Linked DNA regions of Gossypium hirsutum: region 1 is linked to region 2. The links are chromatin contacts, called in public Hi-C maps. All regions are on one chromosome and are shown on one strand. Each heading gives the region's core, a stretch centred on a gene start, on an enhancer-like site or on the middle of the called end of the contact. The rest is flanking DNA. Distances are from core to core; before and after follow the strand shown.

What was found. A called contact is a pair of places that touch in the nucleus more often than the background predicts.
Region 1: a Hi-C map of leaf shows a contact between it and region 2, with 2.3 times the contacts expected there. The contact joins the promoter of LOC107945421 here to the promoter of LOC121224078 in region 2. A contact is called at or near these places in 2 of 34 Hi-C or Micro-C datasets (both in leaf).

What each region holds. Positions count from the first base shown.
Region 1 is chrD12:21,040,160-21,045,676 of Gossypium_hirsutum_v2.1, reverse strand. LOC107945421 (pentatricopeptide repeat-containing protein At5g65560) reads right to left here and starts at 2,003. Exons shown (of 4, transcript XM_041108543.1): 1 at 1-2,003. The coding sequence starts at 1,798.
Region 2 is chrD12:20,472,530-20,478,889 of Gossypium_hirsutum_v2.1, reverse strand. LOC121224078 reads left to right here and starts at 2,611. Exons shown (of 4, transcript XR_005921545.1): 1 at 2,611-2,992; 2 at 3,158-3,253; 3 at 4,011-4,323; 4 at 4,800-5,253. It also overlaps the pseudogene LOC121224524.

The DNA.
Region 1 (5,517 bases), core at 754-3,253, 570 kb before region 2:
CTACCGTAGGCTTCACACCCATCCCTGCCATCTTTTTCACCGTCGACAATGCTTCCTTCATATTTTTCATGTTGCACAACCCATCTATAATGGCATTGTAAGTGCATGAGTTTGGCAAGCAGCCCTGATTAATCATTCTATCAAGCAAATAATTAGCATCTTCAATTTTCCCAACCTTGCAGTATCCATCAATCAAAGCAGTATATATAACTTCATTTGCTTTTAAGCTTTTCTCCTTGAGAGAGTCAAAGAGATTACGAGCTTCTTCTATCCTATCAACTTTACAAAGGGAGTCAATAAGAACACTGTAAGTCCATTGGTCAGGAACCAAACCATTCTCCTTCATCATCTCAAGCAGCCTAAAGGCATTATCCAACTGCCCCATTTTACATTGCCCATGAATTAATGAATTATATGTGACCACATTAGGTACCAGCTTAAGTTCAAGCATCTTATCAAGAAATGCCATTGCCTTGTGAACATTCTTCTTACAAAACCCAGCTATCAATTCATTATAGGTTCGCTCATTGGGAAAACAATTATTAGACTCCATCGTACCCAAAACTTCCAATGCAGCCTCCATTGCTCCATGTTTGCAGTATCCATCAATCAAAGCATTGTAGGTGACCACACTTGGAACCAGCCCTTTCCCTAACATCCTACCTACCATTTCCCTTGCCTCATCAACCTTATTGTCTTTACATAAGCTATCAATGATTACTGTATAAGTATGAGCATTCGGCTCACACCCTTTCTGTGACATTTCCTTGAACAATTTTATTCCTTCTGGCTTCCTCCCGGTTTCACACAATCCAAAAATAATCACAGTGTATGTACGAACCGTAGGATAACAAAAATCCTCCCCCATCGCCTCAAACAACTTAATAGCCTCATCAACCCGTTCAGCCTCACATAGACCGTGAATAAGATTCGTATACGAAACCTCATTTCTTCGACAACCCTTACTTGGCATCATTCTAAAAATCCTAAATGCGCTATCTACATCCTTATTCCTACAATGCCCCAATATTAACGAAGTATAAGTAAAGGTATCGGGATTTAATCCCGCTTGGACGATTTTAGTGACATAGCGTTGAGCCTCAACCACATTCCCAATCTTACAATAACCATTAACCATAGTATTCCAAGTAAAAATATTGGGTGAAACCCTATTGTTCAACATCTCACTATAAACGGATTTCATTTCATCAATCATCAAGAATTTCGATAACGACATCAACAAAAAATTGTAGGATCTAAGGGAAAGCTTAAAACAGGAATGAAGTTGCTCATTCTTATTCATTTCCATTATTAATTCAAAAACGAACCGGGATTCGTGGATGGAAGCGGAGGATTTGATCATGGCGAGGCGTATTTTGTCAGCAGGGCCGAAGAACTTGTAAGCAACAAGGATGTTCAAAAGGGCAGAATAGGAATAAACAGAGTGTTTGAAAGTGGGTTTCTGGGAGATCCAATAGGAGAAATCGAGAGCAGTTTGGGGGAGAAGATAAGGGTTGAGGGAGAAGAGGGAATGGACATGGGAAGGGGAAATGGAAGGGAGGAGTTTAGGGAGGGAAGGGTGCTTTTGCCAATTGGGTTTGGAGAGAATGGAGTGAAGGAGCAAAGGGAGATCGTGATCGGGTGGCTCAGGGTCTATGGGAAGAGATGAAGGGAATGACGAGAAGGGTTTGGTGAGGAGGAAGCAGCGGAAATGGAAGGACTCAACATGTTTCATAATAGCCGCCGGCGTTCTCATCGTGGAGGTTCTGATGGTGGCGATGATGGAGGATCCATTCATGGAAATGATTGATAAGAAGAATCACGGAAGCGGCTGGAGTTTAGGTAATGGAGGATTGATTGATTAGGTAGGATGCACTGAGATAAACGTTTCCCAGGCGTGCTTTGGGTTTTGGGCTGCGTAATTTGGGCTTCCCTAATAAAGAATCGTTAATTTCATTTTAATATTTTCATGTTTGTTTTATGCTTTATGTTTAGGATGCCCCTTATAATAATGTCCTTTTTAAAGTTTAAACATGTGTTCTCTTATTAAGAATATAATGTGTCTTATCACTGTACTTAATATTTCATAAAATGCAATAAATTTAAATTACAATATTTTTTTGCATAAAATACAATAAAACAATAAAGTATAATAATAAAAACATGATATAAAACGAGTTTGCATCTTTCAATCAGTTTGTGGGTTAATTGATTTAATGTTTTATTCAGATCGATACTTTAACTGATCCTCAATCCAACCAACTGATCCAGTCTGATTCTAAAAATAGTTAGAAATAGACATTTCTAAAGGTTTGATTCTCAAAATTTTCAGTTTATGTTTGAAGCAGATCTCAATTTTTAGACAAACTAAAATTTCCTTTTTCACAATTTGTTAATTTGAAAGTAAGTGTAACTTTTAAGGTTAATTAAAAAAAATTGACCCATCCCACGAAACTAAAAATCTCTTTCTGCTCCCAAGAGTGCTTTACGTAGAGTCCTAGAGAAAATAGTTACTGCGGCTTGGGATAGAGGAAAGCGGTGGTGAGAATAGAGAGGGGAGGGATGAGATCTCTCTCCTAGCAGAAGAACTCATCCAATTATCAGTCAAGGGGTCGGTGGTGGTACCAAATTCTAAACCAACGCTGATATGCACAGTTTGGACAGAAAAGCTTTACAACCCAGAAAGCTTTAGGGCACAAATGAAAAGTATATGGAAGACAAGGAAAAAGTTTGAGATCCAGCGGGTGGGGCAAAATCTATTTTTGATAGTGTTTGATTTGGAAGATCTGGAGACGATTATGGAGGGGAGACATTGGCTTTTCCGTAAAAGTATTATTTTATTCAATAGGTTAGTTTAGGAGGTGGAAAGAGATCAAATTAGTCTAAATTTAGTTTAGGAGGTGGAAAGAGATCAAATTAGTCTAAATTCTTCACCGCTTTGGATAAAAATTGATTCGTATTTACCAGAATTTGATAAGAAAGATCCCTTGCATGCAATTGGTGTTACGTTTGGGGGGTTATCAGATTTGAAATTAACGATGCTTGCTGTCGACTCAGAATCAATTTGGATGTTCGGAAACCACTACGCCGAGGTATTTTTGTCTCTAGTATTAATGTTAATAAAACGTGGGTTCCTTTTAAGTACGATAATCTACCGACATTTTGTTTTGGATGTGGAAGAATGGGGCACGGGATAACAGATTGCACTCAAATAATACCTGCAAGAAAAAGAAAAATTAGTATTGATCCACCTTATTCGTTGGCTTTAAAAGCAGAATCAAAATTAGTTGGAAAAGAAAGTATGAAACTTAATGCTATGACGAAGAAGGTGGGGGTTCAAAGCTCTTACACAGGAGGAAAAGTAGTGTTGATAGAAAATTCTAAGATAATGGAAAAATAGAATAACGAGATTCGGGAAGTACAGGAGTATATGGAATTGATGGGAGGGAAAGAGATGATAAATGAGCAGGGAAGCATATTTGGGTTAGAAGAGGCTAAGAAGGCAAATAGCAGCAAGGTACAAGAGTGTAAAAACGTAAACCATGAAAAGAAAACAAGCTGGAAAAGAATAAAACCAATGGCCACGGTGATACAAACAAAGGCTGAGAATAGTGTGGGAAAGAAGAAGTCCCCAGAATGAGATCTTGCAAGGATTGACAAGAGAGATGTTGAGGTGGACGGAACTAAAAGATTAAAAAAAGATGATGTCGAAAGCTGTGATAGAGCCTTCTCAAAAGTGATGTTAGACAGTTCTGAGCAATTGGAAATACAAAATTTATTGAGATCGGCGGCTACCAAGAGGCAAGCTGACCGAACACAATGAAAATCATTAGTTGGAATGTTTGTGGATTGGGAAGTCCATGGACAGTAAGGAGGCTGTGTTTTTTCCTAAAACAGCACAATCCCCAGATGGTCTTCTTAATGGAGACAAAGCTAGATAAGCAACGCATGGAAAAACTCAGAAGAAGATATAGTTTTATTAATGGAATTGATATTGAAACAGAGAGTTCGCTAGGAGGACTATGTTTAGCATGGAAAGGAGACACTGAAATAAGCTTACAAAGTTATTCTAGGAATCATATTGATATTATGGTTAAAGAAGACAATGATGAAGCAGAATGGAGGTTCACGAGGTTCTATGGTTTGCCCTATGTTAATAATAGCAGTGCTACGTGGAATCTGCTAAAGAAATTGGGGCAAGACAGAAGTCATCCATGGTTGGTAAGTGGTGATTTTAATGAGATCATGTATTCTTATGAAAAATGTGGGGGTGAACCTAGGGAAGAGAGTAGAATGGAGGCCTTTCGAGAGGCTTTAGAATAATGCCTACTAGAAGACTTGGGATATTTGGGGGTTTGGTTTACTTGGGAAAGAGGAAATTTACCAGAGACAAACACTAGAGAAAGACTTGACAGCGGAGTGGCAAATGACAAATGGAGGCAATTATTTTCAACATGTAACATCAAACACCTAACACACTCAATGTCTGACTATTGCCCACTTCTTATAAACACAAAATGTAGAAATTCTTATAAGGGCAATTCAAAATTTAAATTCGAGGAGTGGTGGCTCATGGAGGAAACTATTGAGGAAGTAGTTAAAGAATCTTAGGAGTCAGGAATAGGTATAGTTGCTGAAAAACTCAAAAGACTACAAGCAAACTTAAAAATATGGGCAAAATCAATAAAAGAACGGCGAGAGGGATTGAAGAAAAAGCTTACAAAGCAACTTGATACGTTAATGGTGTAAGAAAGGACTGACGACACAATGGCAAAAGTCATTGATACCAAAATCCACCTGAATATGGAAATTGATAAAGATGAAATTCACTGAGAACAAAGGGCAAGGGCAAATTCGCTTAAAGCAGGAGATAGGAATTCGACTTTCTTTCATAGGTTTGCCACATATCGAAGAAACATTAATACCATATCAAAGTTAGAACTTGATGGAGGAGGAGAGATTACCGAAGTTACTAAGATTAATGAAGCTACTACTATGTACTTTCAGAAGTTATTCACGTCAAATGGAGTAGGAGACCCTTTTTATCTTCTAACGGGCATTAAAAGTAATATTCCGATAGGAATCAACAGAATTCTGATGTGAAAATACACAATAGAAGAAGTCTATGAGGCTCTGAAAGGAATGGGACCCACTAAAGCATCAGGACGTAATGGTTTTCCAGTAATTTTCTTTTAGAAGTATTGGCACATTGTAGGTAAGGAAATTTCTAACTTTTGTTTGGGAATTCTAAATAATGGGGAAAATTTTGGACCTTTTAATCAAACAGAGATCGTGTTGATTCCAAAAATTCCTAATCCCACTAGCCTAGCTAATTTCAGACCCATTAGTTTGTGCTCAGTTTTTTATAAAATGGTGGCAAAAACAATTGCAAATCGACTAGAAGTAGGTATTGGAAGATGTATTGATGTGGCTCAAAGTGCGTTCGTCCTAGGAAGGCTAATTACAGATAATGTGCTTTTTGCGTATGAGATTTTGCATACATTTCGACAAAAGTGC
Region 2 (6,360 bases), core at 1,362-3,861:
ACCAAGATAGTTTTCCCCAAATTTCGACAATCTAATTTCACCCAAAAAGAGTATGGAAGAACCGTAGAAATTGGGGATTTTTGGGCTGATTCCTTAAGATAGAAAAAGGCTGAAAACATAATAAGAACAGAAAATAAATTAGATAAAGATTCAGCACAAGCAGAAATAAGAAAGAATTGACAGCAAAAAATTAAAAGATAAGTCCTAAGAAGCCTTGAAATCCCGAAAGATCTCACAACTCCGTTCAAACGGCTCTAATATCCCCTCCAAAGAATATCAATGGCAAGAAGAAGGCTGAAGATGGTTCCCACAATCAAAAGATTGTTAAAACAACTTCTAAAGAAAACCCAAGGGAGAATTCTTGGAGAAAAACTCAAACAGAATTCTGCACTTAAACAAATCTGAAATTTTTGATATAATTGAGAAGTTCTTTACAAGGTGGCCAGCCATGCCTTTAAATATGCCTTATAACTAGTCCTAATCTAATTAGAAAACTAAAATAAAAAAACACCTAATTATTTTAATATGGAAATTCGGTCAAAGGTCTTTATTTGGGACTCTTGGACTGAATATTTACATAAAAATTTAAACTAAGTAAATAAATAAATAAAAATAAAAATAAAACTTTACAACTTGGGCCACTTTGACAATTTGGTCTAATTTTCAACTAAGTATGTATGGATTTCTTGATTGGGCTGGGAATTTGCTTATTGGGCCTCGCCTTCAAGAATTTGGGCTTTTGTAACTCGTATCACGAGTATTGCATTATTTTTGAAAACTTTTGTATGAGATAAATTTGACATTTGTAATCTTTTGAATAAACAAAAAAAACAATTGAATAATAATGTACAACGCGAAATGATAATTTGTAAACTAAAGCATACATTAATGAATAACAAAGATTTGATATATATGAATAAACAATATCATATACGTAAGAGCAACAATTTTATACCCTACACTATGCATATACTAACATCCATATCAGCAAGTAAAATGAATTAACAAGTTAATCTTAAAAAAGTAACAAGCGAATTAAATAAAATGTAACAAGTTCTTAAATAACAAAAAAAAGCAATATGAAAAGAAGGGAAATTATATATTAAAATAAGTTTAAAATAATATATATATACATGAAAGTTTGAAATAAATCAAAAATATAGTTAAAAACAAATACTTCATACAATAATAGTATCCCAATAAATTTAAAAATAAATATTATATCAAAATACATAAAATTATATACATATATTAATTTAAATAAGTAATACATGAGAGAAAAAAAATAAAGATGATAATATATACATAATAATATATATATAAAGAATTTGAAATAAACAGAATATATAAAATAGGGTTTTTAAAAGTATATTATAAAATAAAAGTTATTAAAAATATTGGATTAATAAAGAAAGAATAATTCATCACAAAGTTAAAATAATAATGTATGATAATAATAAGATAAAAGAATTTAAAATAATAGTGCATAATAAAGTAATATATATATGTAAAAAATAAGTAACCGAAAATGTAACCAAATATAACAATAATGTCAATAACAATAACAAATAATAATAATAAATTAATATTAAACTAATTAATAAAACAATGGGCTAATTTGGAATTAGAACAGAAATTTAGGGGTAAATCTGAAATAAATAAAAGGGAAAAGACCAAATTACAAAGCGCGAATAATATAGGGACTAAAATAGGAAATATTCCTTGCCCAGTAAAACGCAACACTGCAAATGGACTAAAATGGAGTCAGTGACAAATTATGCAGCCCGATTTAAAGAAGCAACATAAACTAGATTGAAACCAAACACAAACAATGAGGACCTGGAGTGCAAATAACCCTCCCCTACCAAAACACGCGGGTCAAGCTACAATCGGAACGGTTCATCGAATTATGGCTCAATACGACACCGTTTTGGTGCCATTGAAGCAAGGCTCAAACGGTGTCGTTTCAATAATCTGTATTAAACTAAAAAAAACTAAACCTAAGTAACCTTAAAACCATCCTTTCTGTGCCGCATCCAAAAAATCGAAAGCCCCCCATCCATTCAACTCCAATCCGAATGAAGGGGGGATTCGATGACGCACCAACCCTAGGTATGAGTTCTAAGCCCTTTTCCTTTCGTTTTCACCCTTCTTACTGAAAGAGATAAGCGTCGATACGAAAAAAAAACAGAAGAAAACAATGAAAAATGAAATAAGAATGCGAAGGCCAACCACTTTTTGAAATTATTGTTTTTGTGTTTTTGATTTCTTTGAATGCTTTTTTTTACATTCAATCTCTCTACTTTTTACATTCGTTCCTCTCCCCTCTTTTTACAGATTTTTTTAAATCGGCCTTTATAGCCGAAATAAAAAACATAAAAAGAAATCTCTTCTCCTCTCTGTTGGCCTATTGTTGTTCCTTTTCTGTTGCGTTTGTTGTCGTTTGCTGCAGGTACGGGTACGGTGGCGCAAACGTGGCACGTACGTGGGGAGAGGCGTGCTCGTACGGAGGTGTGCGTGGTTGGGGAGAACGGCGCTGGAAGCTGCTAGGGTTTCAGCTTCTGGTTTTGCATTGGGCCGCTTCGTGGTTGGGCTAAGGTCTAGGCAAATTGGGTTTATATTTTAATGGGCCTTAGTGGGTTAGCATTTAAGCATTTGGGCCATTGTATTGGGTTGATTTTGGACTGTGGACATTTATTATTTTTTATTCAGTTTTTTAATTTTGGAACTGTATGTGGGCTGTATGTGGGCCGGGCAAATTTGGGCTATTACACGCTGCATTCATCCAAATCCTATACTCGTATATATACGTTTTCGCTTTCGCTTATTTCCTCAAGAGTCTTGCCTACTGTACTTTCTTGGTATCCAAACAAAACCCAAGTTATTAGAAACCTTTTTTCGAGGAACTGGAGAAAATCACCTTTTCATATTCACTGCATGTCGTGTAAGCATTGCTAGCTATTTTAGCAGAGAGCAATGCATGTGAAGAAGGGTTAGTTATTAAACATCATTCTTTTTTGTTTTCACGTTTGCAGTGCTAACCTATTTTTGCCAAGTACCACAAGTTTCTGATGCAGAAACACCATGCAGTTCTTTTGACCTTTCCTATTTGAAGCATATATATGCTAATTTTTGTTGCAAAATTTTTTGGATGTAGAAAAGAGAAAATAGAAGAAAAAGCTGCAATGAGTGAATGCGATCCTACCCCGACATTGGGTGATAAATACATTTTATTATTGTGCTTCTGAATATTGTTAGTATTTGCTAGTCTCAAATTGCTTGCCCGATAGTTGTTTGATAAAATGCCTGAGAAAGGTTGCTTGCCGAATGAGTTTAGTTTTGGGATTTTGGTTCGTGGGTATTGTAGGTTTGGCCTTGCTAATAAAGGGTTGGAGCTTTTGGATTTGATGAGAAGTTCTGGGATTTTTCCTAACAGGATATTTTTAACTTGATTGTTGGCACTTTCAATGGTTTGAGCGACACCGATGGTCCATCATTTAGAAGGATAGTTGAAATTTTGGACACTCTTGTGAAATATAGATCATGTGTTGTGATGTTGGATCTTGAATCTGATGATTTGGTTAATGAAATGTTCAGTACATTTTTTTCTGTTGTAAGGTATGTTTTATTCCATTATTTATTTAATGTCAAGAACCGTTTACTCATCGGTTCTGCTTACCAAAAAGTATGTGTTGCATGTAACATGAGTGCTTTTATTTTTGTTGAATGTAGAATTTTGAAATGGCTTTATAGTACAATATGATATTGGTCTTAGTATTTCACTTTAGTGCAGTGGCTAAGATATGCCTGCAACCTCTTTTTGTTCATTGTAGTACCTTGAGCATATCTATTTGTGTGTGCATGTCTATCTTGTGGTTGGGTTGGTACTTGAAAGTTCCATCTTCCCTTAAGTTGCTTTTATAGTAAGAATCTGCATGTTGTTTAAATCCTTTTCCTGTATGTTTTGAATTATCTTGGACTGGAGGATTGATGTTAACTACATATTGCAGGGATGATCATCCAGAAAGTGTTTTATCAGCTATGCAAACAATCATGATTGTGGTGTTAGAAGAGAGTGAAGATGTTCGAGATGATCTTTTACTTGTTATATTGTCTACATTAGGTCGTAATAAAAGTGTAAGAATTTCATATTTCCTATTAGCTTATTGCTTACAAATTATATGGCTGCTTATACTTATCCCCCAGGAATTATAATTCTGAAGGAAATTGATTTCTGGAATCTATAATCTCGAGGTGTTACTCAAGCTGCCAAGAGACTTGCTATGAATGTCATAGAGCAGTGTTCAGAAAAACTTGAAGCTGGTATAAAACAGATTCTTATTTCAGTGATGTCTGGATATAATCAATTAATAAAAAGTGAAATTGACTATCATGAAGTTATCTATGGCATTTATCATTGTGCTCCTTAGTAACTGTCAAGAGTTGTTCCATACCTCACAGGAGAGCTGTTGGTATGAACACAAAAATTCTTTTTCATTTCTACTAATTACTTAACTGCTTTAAGATTTTGTCGTCCATGTGAAGACATATTTATTTGTTGTTTTTGATAATTTTTGTATATTCTAAAATAATTCTTATAATCTTTTTGAGGATGAAATGTTTGTGGTTTTGGAGAGTTTAGGTTCAGCCTTTGCGAAAATGAGGGCTTTTTCTTTTTCTGTCCTTCTTATTATGGATTTGTCATAGTTTAGTCTTAATTTTGGAAAATGAGTTCAAAGATGGTTGGAGTTGATTGACAGTTTCTGAGGTTTATAAATTATAAATTCCAATATATGCAGGTTGATCTATTAGACACTCGTTTGAGAGCTGTGAGATTGGTTGGATCCCTTTTTGCTCTGCCTGGTGCTAATATATGTGAAGCATCTCAGCCAATATTTTCAGAATTTTTTATGAGGTTGACTGGTAGAGTTGTCGATGTTAGAATGTCTGTCCTCGAACATGTTAAGATCTGTCTGTTGTCAGATCCCTCTAGACCTGAGGCTCCTTAAATAATCTGTGATTTTCTTTTGATTTTTCTTTTCTCAAAATATATAGTTATTTATGTTAGTTCGCTAATTTTGACATTGTTCTAAATTTTCTAGCTGCCCTATGTGATCGGCATTTAGACTATGATGAAAATGTTCGAAAGCAAGTTGTGGATGTAATTTGTGATATTGCTTGTCATTCTCTTGTTTCCATTCCCGTTCGGGCTGTAAAACTAGTTGTAGATCATTAATTCATGATTGATTTTTACTTTCTTTCATGTTTTCTATTGGACCTTGTGCAATTTGTAGGAGTCACTCAATTTGTGCTCTATGCAAAGTAGGAAAGATAGATGAAGCTAAAAATAAATTCAGAGAGATGACGGGTAAAAACTTGCAACCCGATGCGGTTATTTTTGATACTTTCATCCATATTTTCTGTAAAGAAGGTATGGCTAAAGTAACAACCCGATCAGTGGCAAACAATAGTACACAGGTATGGCTAAAGTAGTAATTCTATTTGGTGCTAAATGAGAATTGCCAAATATAGACAGTAGTGAACTATAGTCTTCCCTCAAAAAAGTATTAAAGAACCATTATCTAATAAAATCACATATGTTATGTCGTGACACTGCCAGTAAATCCTTTGGTATCCTGGACTCCTATATGTGATATATTTTTAATAATGTCTTTGCCTGGTAACTCGTCACGTTTTTTTCTATTGCTGTTGTACGATCTCAGGTTTCTCTATATACCATTATCTAATAAAATCCTAATATTTCTACCTTCGGGATGTTAGTATATGTGGTCACAAGGAAGCCTTTTTTAGTTTAATATTTCTACCTCACGCACAAACAAATGAACCCAGATAGTTATTATTTTCTTAGCTAAGAACAAGATGAGAAGGGAAAACAGAAACTACTTTGATACAATTCAAACACATATATAGAGTGGAAAAAAAAGGTTTTGACTTACAAGATCAAAGTTGAGAACAAGATTGATAGGATGAGTCGAAAAATAGAGCTTCTTTGAGTCTGCTTGTTGTTGGTGGGGTTTTGTAAGAGTGTCAATTGAAGAGCAGGAGTTGAAGAGCAGGGTTTTCTACAGATTGAGAAAGAAATTAGTTTAATTTTCAAGGATAAAATGGTAAAATAATAAATAAAAGTAAGGGTATTTTTGTTTGTTACAGTGCCAACAGCTCAGTTTAGCCCTCCATTGCTGCTGAAATCTCCAGCTGAAAATCAGCTGACCAGCGTAGTGGAGAAGCAAACTCACTGCACTGACACCCTAAACCAAACAGCACAGCAGTGAGTTTGGCACCATATTTTCCTTGAAAACGCACCTCACTGGCTGTAAACCTCAAACCAAAGGAAGCCTT